2 separate regions of the Mus musculus genome follow, and region 2 is linked to region 1. The links are chromatin contacts, called in public HiChIP or PLAC-seq maps. All regions are on one chromosome and are shown on one strand. Each heading gives the region's core, a stretch centred on a gene start, on an enhancer-like site or on the middle of the called end of the contact. The rest is flanking DNA. Distances are from core to core; before and after follow the strand shown. Region 1 overlaps Ccdc162 (coiled-coil domain containing 162). Region 2 overlaps Cep57l1 (centrosomal protein 57-like 1).

The links. HiChIP or PLAC-seq counts read pairs in DNA pulled down with a chosen protein or histone mark.
Region 2: an H3K27ac HiChIP or PLAC-seq map of embryonic stem cells shows a contact between it and region 1, with 9 read pairs. The contact joins two enhancer-like sites. A contact is called at or near these places in 4 of 39 promoter capture datasets (the 3T3-L1 cell line, embryonic stem cells, epiblast stem cells and 1 more), 3 of 484 Hi-C or Micro-C datasets (the N1E-115 cell line, embryonic stem cells and nephron progenitors), 2 of 115 datasets of contacts at active chromatin or transcription factors (both in embryonic stem cells) and 1 of 9 other capture datasets (adipose tissue).

Annotation. Positions count from the first base shown.
Region 1 is chr10:41,689,020-41,692,000 of GRCm38.p6, reverse strand. It overlaps Ccdc162 (coiled-coil domain containing 162), which reads left to right. Exons shown (of 48, transcript NM_001358562.1): 3 at 1,542-1,614; 4 at 1,866-1,976. Among named protein-coding and RNA genes, the nearest start is that of Mir3473b, 20 kb to the right of the region's middle. Within about 2 kb of position 1,645, at least 43 of the 459 cell types and tissues checked have an H3K27ac peak or open chromatin away from gene starts, as enhancers often do. A contact at or near this core is called in embryonic stem cells, where this site is marked.
Region 2 is chr10:41,762,656-41,765,355 of GRCm38.p6, reverse strand. The region is part of intron 2 of Cep57l1 (centrosomal protein 57-like 1); the gene reads left to right. All of the region lies in intron 1 of BC048559 (cDNA sequence BC048559), which reads right to left. Among named protein-coding and RNA genes, the nearest start is that of BC048559, 17 kb to the right of the region's middle. Within about 2 kb of position 1,430, at least 22 of the 459 cell types and tissues checked have an H3K27ac peak or open chromatin away from gene starts, as enhancers often do. A contact at or near this core is called in embryonic stem cells, where this site is marked.

The DNA.
Region 1 (2,981 bases), core at 396-2,895:
GAAGCAAGTTGGGGAGGAAAGGGTTTATTCAGCTTACACTTCCACGTTGCTGTAGATCACCAAAGGAAGTCAGGAACTGGAACTCAAGCAGGGCAGGAAGCAGGAGCTGATGCAGAGGCCACGGAGGGATGTTCTTTACTGGCTTGCTTCCCCTGGCTTGCTCAGCTTGCTCTCTTATAGAACAAGATTACCAGCCCAGAGATGGCACCGCCCACAATGGGACCTCCCACCCCTGATCACTAATTGAGAAAATGCCTTACAGCTGGATCTCATGGAGGCATTTCCTCAAGGGAGGGTCCTTTCTCTGTGATAACTCCAGCCTGTGTCAAGTTGACACACAAAACCAGCCAGTATACCAGCTTCAAAAACCTGACACCAAGTGTCCAGGTGGGTGTTTAGGCTTCTGTGGCCCTAGGGACTTGCTGGCTTGGGCCATCCTTGCCCAGTGACCCTGCTGATCTTTTCTGTGGCGTCCCAGTCCTATTGCTTATACTGTCAAAGTGAGAACATGTATTTCCTTTTCTTGCCTTCTGTTCCCGCCCCTTAGTATTGGAGACTGAACCCAGGGCCTTGCCCATGCAAGACAAGTGCTCTAGCCACTGAGCTACGCCCCAGTCTCTTAACAGAGCATTTAACAGAAGTACTGTCCAACAAGGGAGCACATTACCAGTGCATTTTACAACATTATCTCAGGACTCTTGGGGCCAAGCGGACAATACCAAAGTAAGCTTACTGCTATGTCCCTCTGGCTCCCTCAAGTGTATCTTAGAAATATCACTGTGGCTCCTTGGCCAGGGGCTGCAAGCTAGGAATCTGCTTTGCTGCTGTCCTCTGGCATTCCCAGGGCTGCCAAGCCTCACGTTGCCCATTGAGCTCCATGGGGACAGCACTAATCTTCTGTCCTCGAGCTCCACTCCTCGCTTGTTGTCCAGCTTAGGGAAGGACTCCCTTCTCTGGGCTTGAACAGCCCATCCTCCATGTCTGCTCTGTGATTCCTAGGGTCCAGCTGTGTTCCTGAGGCAGCAAGTGTGGTTAAAGTTTTCCTAAAGGATTTCCCATTTGATAGTTCCATGTCGTTTCTACCTTCCAACAACCCACCATGAACATAAAAATAAAAACATTTTGTTTCAGTGATTAAAGTGTCAGTGTTCTATATCAACTAAAAAGACAACAAGGTTTAATAAGCACACTGTGTGTCAGACACAAGATTTCCCCTCTAAAAGGAATACAAGTGTGTGTGTGTGTGTGTGTGTGTGTGTGTGTGTGTGTGCGCGCGCGCGCGCATGGGTGGAGTAGGGGACTGGGGTAAATCAGAGGAAAGACTCTGGAGAGGAGAAAGAAACTGGCCAGGGAAGGGTTAGCAGAGATCAAGTATATCAAAGTAGAAGAGGGTGGCCTTTATACCCCACCACCACCATGGGCCAGAGTGACATTCCTTCTGGAAAGGTTGGGAAGGGTCACAGCGATCAGGCTGGCCGCCTGCTATCTGCTCTATCATAGCATCCCGTAACACAGCTTCTGTTGCACAAACCTCCCCGCAGCTCCGTTCAAATACCAAAGGATGTCGCTCACTTTAGACGCGAACGGGAAGCGGCTCTGAAGAGAACTCTCCAGGTGAGAGGGGGGCATGGGCGGAGTCAGGAAAACAAGTTCGATTTAGCTAAGGGAGAAAGAAGTTCGCAGGAAAAGCTCCCCACCCCCACCCCGGCAAACAGCTGATACTTTTGAACAAAACAGCCCCACATCCTGTTCATTGCTAAGCTAAGCAAGTGCGAATCATTGTATCCTTAGATAGATCGGATGTTTTGACATTTGAAATTTGGTAGATTGAGGATGTTTGAAACTCATTCATTGTTTGGGTTTAGGTGGCTGAGTCCAAGCCCCTTGTTATTCAGGCAGATGTCCTCAAGAGGGAGCTAGAGAGCTGCCTAAGGCGAGAGTACACACCGGAAAACCTTCCTCTGCTTCTGTTGCAGGTAGGGTCATCTTGCAATCTGAAAACATACTTGGAGTATATTAGAAAGGAATCAGCAAGCTGACTTTTAGGTAGCTCCTGTGGGCAAGTGTTCTGGAGATGGGTAATTTGCAGACTTGGTGTAAATGCTTTCTTCATCAGAGATCATTTCGTTCTCACAGCTAAGTTCAGCTTAAACTTGTTGGGCTGAGAGATTGACCGGGTCTGCCTAAATACTGTTTGTGCCGGTCTTCCACTCTGCAAGGAAAAAAACAACCTCCATCTCCCAAAGGCCAAAAAACAAAAACAAAAACGTTTATTTCTGAAAACCACTCTTAAGAAAATAATTCAAAGTAGGAAAATAATTTGCATTAAAATTCCTGCAACATTGTAATAAGAGTGAGAGATGGAGACAGGAGGGAAGAAGGGAAGGAGAGAGGGAGGGAGAAAACCAGCCAGCCTTACTACCGTCAAGAGAAAAGCAAATCAATGTAGATTGCTATTTGATAGACTATTGTCCTTCCATCGAGTGTTGTTGTTTTTGTTTTGTTTTGTTTGCAAAGGAATTACTTCATCTTGTGATATTAATTAAAACTATGTATGCACATTTGATAATATTGATCATATTGACCAAAGACAGAAGAATCCCTAAGCTTAGGTTGCAGGACAATGAAACACCCCTGAACTTTTATATAGCTTCTCAACTTTGCATAATCATGTAGTATTTAAAGTTTTTAAATGATTTATTCTTCACTTCTATTAAATCATTTAAGGTAGTCCATGTTATGAGTTGTTTCCCCTCTTAAATAAAGTTAGCTCTTTAGTAAGTAGTTAGTGCTAATCACAGAAGATAATGAGATTCTATTTGCAAGTTAAAATGTTGTTCATTTAGAATTTTTCTCTTTATAATTGTCTTTCTTCCTTCTTTTCTTTCCTCCCTCCCTCTTCCCTACCTGCCTCTCTCCTTACCACCTCCCTCCCTGCCTCCCTCCTTCCCTCCTCCCTCCCTCTTTCCCTCCTCCCTACC
Region 2 (2,700 bases), core at 181-2,680, 74 kb before region 1:
TATAGGAACAGAAGGGGACAGAGCCAGAGACTTCCTTCACTCAGAGATTGGCAGCACTGGCTCGAGTTCAATTCCCAGCATCCACATGGCAGCTCACAACCATCTTAACTCCAGTCCTAGGGGACCCAAAGCTCTCTTCTTGCTTCCATGGGTACCAGGTATATATGTGGCACACAAACATACATGGAGGCAAAACACTAATAGACATTAAAACAATTGTTAACAAGAAATAATATAGGAAGAAAAGCAGTTTCTAGAAGGAATATTACATGCTACATTCTGAATGGAAGTTCAGGTACCTTTGGGACATTTAGGTAGATGTGAATTTATTGTTAAAAGCTGGAAAAATTGAAGTGGTTCTTGATTTATTTTTTTAAACTTTTTAAAAAGTGATATCTGAGGGGTGAAGAGATGGCTCAGTTATTAAGAGCACTGGATGCTTTTCCAAAGGACCTGGGTTCAATTCCCAGCACCCACATGGCTGCTCACACCTGCCTGTAACTGCTGTTCTAGGGAGCCTGGCACCCTTCACACAGACATACATGCAAGTGAAACTCCGATGCATATAAAAATAGAAATAGAATTTAAAAAGTGGTATCTGTGCAGAAACAACAAGTAAACCAAATAAATTAGGACATTTCCAAAAGTGATACTGTTGCTTAAGAATGCATGGGCCTAGGGGCTGGAGGTTTAGCTCAGTGGAGAGCACTTGCCTAACAAGCACCTGACCCTGGGTTCAGTCCTCGTGCTGAAAGGAGAAGGCAAAGGCATTAGGTAAAAGGCTTGGGTTTGTGTGGTGGTGCTGAGAATGACCATAGGGAAGTTAAACATGGGAACTGAGCATTCTGCTTCATTAAAAGTTGTCTCCTGTGCCACCTTAAAATGACCTTTTGGAGACACAGTATAGGTTTGATACAATGTTAAAAGTAGTGAGCATAGCTGCTCATGGTGGCAAACACCTATAGTGCCAGTACTCAAGAGACAGAGGCAGGGGAATACCAAGCCAGCCAGTCTGGTCTACAGAGGAAGTTCCAAGAAGCCAGGCTACAGAGTAAGACTGGTCTTGAAACAAAAAGGGAGTAGGGGTGTGACCAAGCCAATCAGCTTGTTCTCCAGGGAGGGAGGGAGGATTGAAAAGAAAAAGACAACTAGACATCACTAAAATGTGACTCCGGCCAGTGCTGAGGCTGAAGGGGTTTATTTTTCTCCAGCCTGCTTTTATACCATTCTAAGTACATGTAAATAATTAGGTCAGTTCTAGGCTAAGGAACAAACAAAGCAATAAGCACAAATAGTCAAGGAACAAACCAGGCAATATGTAAACAAAGTCCTGTGATCTCTGTTTTTTAGGAGCCTATTCAGGTTGTCCAAGATAAAAGGACTGTCACACATTCCTTGGCTGAATTGTGTTTACCTTGAGCTTTGTACTGGCCCAAATGTAAATACTTTCTGAGCCTACTTCCCTGCCCTAGCCCAAAGTCAAATTCCTGCCTAAGCCTGAGCTTACTTCCTTATTCTCGCCCAATGTCTAATTCTTGCCAAGTTCCTAGAAGCAGTCCCAAAATCTCTCCATAGGGGTGGCTAGCATGAGTTTTGGGAATATAAAGGTACGTTTTATATTTTGTGGTCTCTCAGTATCATTAGGAACATCTGTGAACTTATTAAAAATGTTTTGGGTATAAACAATTTTGGATAATATTGTAGGTTGAGTAAGAGTGTGTGCCTGTGTGTGTGTGTGTGTGTACACGTGTGTATGTGTGTATGGAGGCCACCAGTTCATATCAGACATTTTCCGAATCTCTGTCTCACTAGCTCAGTGATTGTCTGGACTGGCCTGCCATTGAGCTCTGAGGATTCTTAGTATCTGTTTCCCACTGTGTTAGGCTATGGGTGCACACATGCATTCATACTGTAGAGTTATGTACACATTTAATCAACTTTTTATATGGGTGCTGAGGTTCCAAAATCAAGTCCTTAAGGCATTTTAAGTGAGCTGCCCCCTCCCCAGCCCAGGCTCTGTGATTTTTACCTGAAGTGCTTGGGAACACACATTCAGGTTTTGTAATGAATGTATAGACTTGACCAGCTGAGCATCCCTAATCATAAAACAATTTGACCATAAACATCATACTTAAAGCTTCCAGATTTGGGACCAATTCAGATTACAGATGTTCACTACCTATAATAACTAAAATGCTTTGCAACATTTGTTCTTTAAGTATCAAACTACCTTATGTTGATCCAATACATGTAATTCCTTGAAATAGGTAATTTAATTCTTATTTTACAAATAGAGGGAATATCTAAGAAACTTTATTAGGATGCCATGGGATTCATCTTCAAGGAGTCTTGCTCCTAAACTGCTATGCTACCTGCTTACTAAATAATACAGGCTATATATTCTTTAATAAGAATGGAATCACAAAAATGTATTATGAGAATAAAAGTCAATGTAAAGATACCATTGCTAAAACTGTAGAGAATGTAATTTTTATATAATTTTGCTTTCATTTTAGGGGCAAGGTCTGACTGCATTGCCCAGTCTTCCCCTTAACTTACGCTCCTCTTCCTCTGCCACCTGTAATTACAGGCATGAGCCTCTCGAAGCTGTTACCTTGCTTTTTCCAGGATATGAAAACATGACAACTGTTAAGAAGAGTTAGGAAGACTGGACAAATACGGGAGGCTGAATCGTTACAG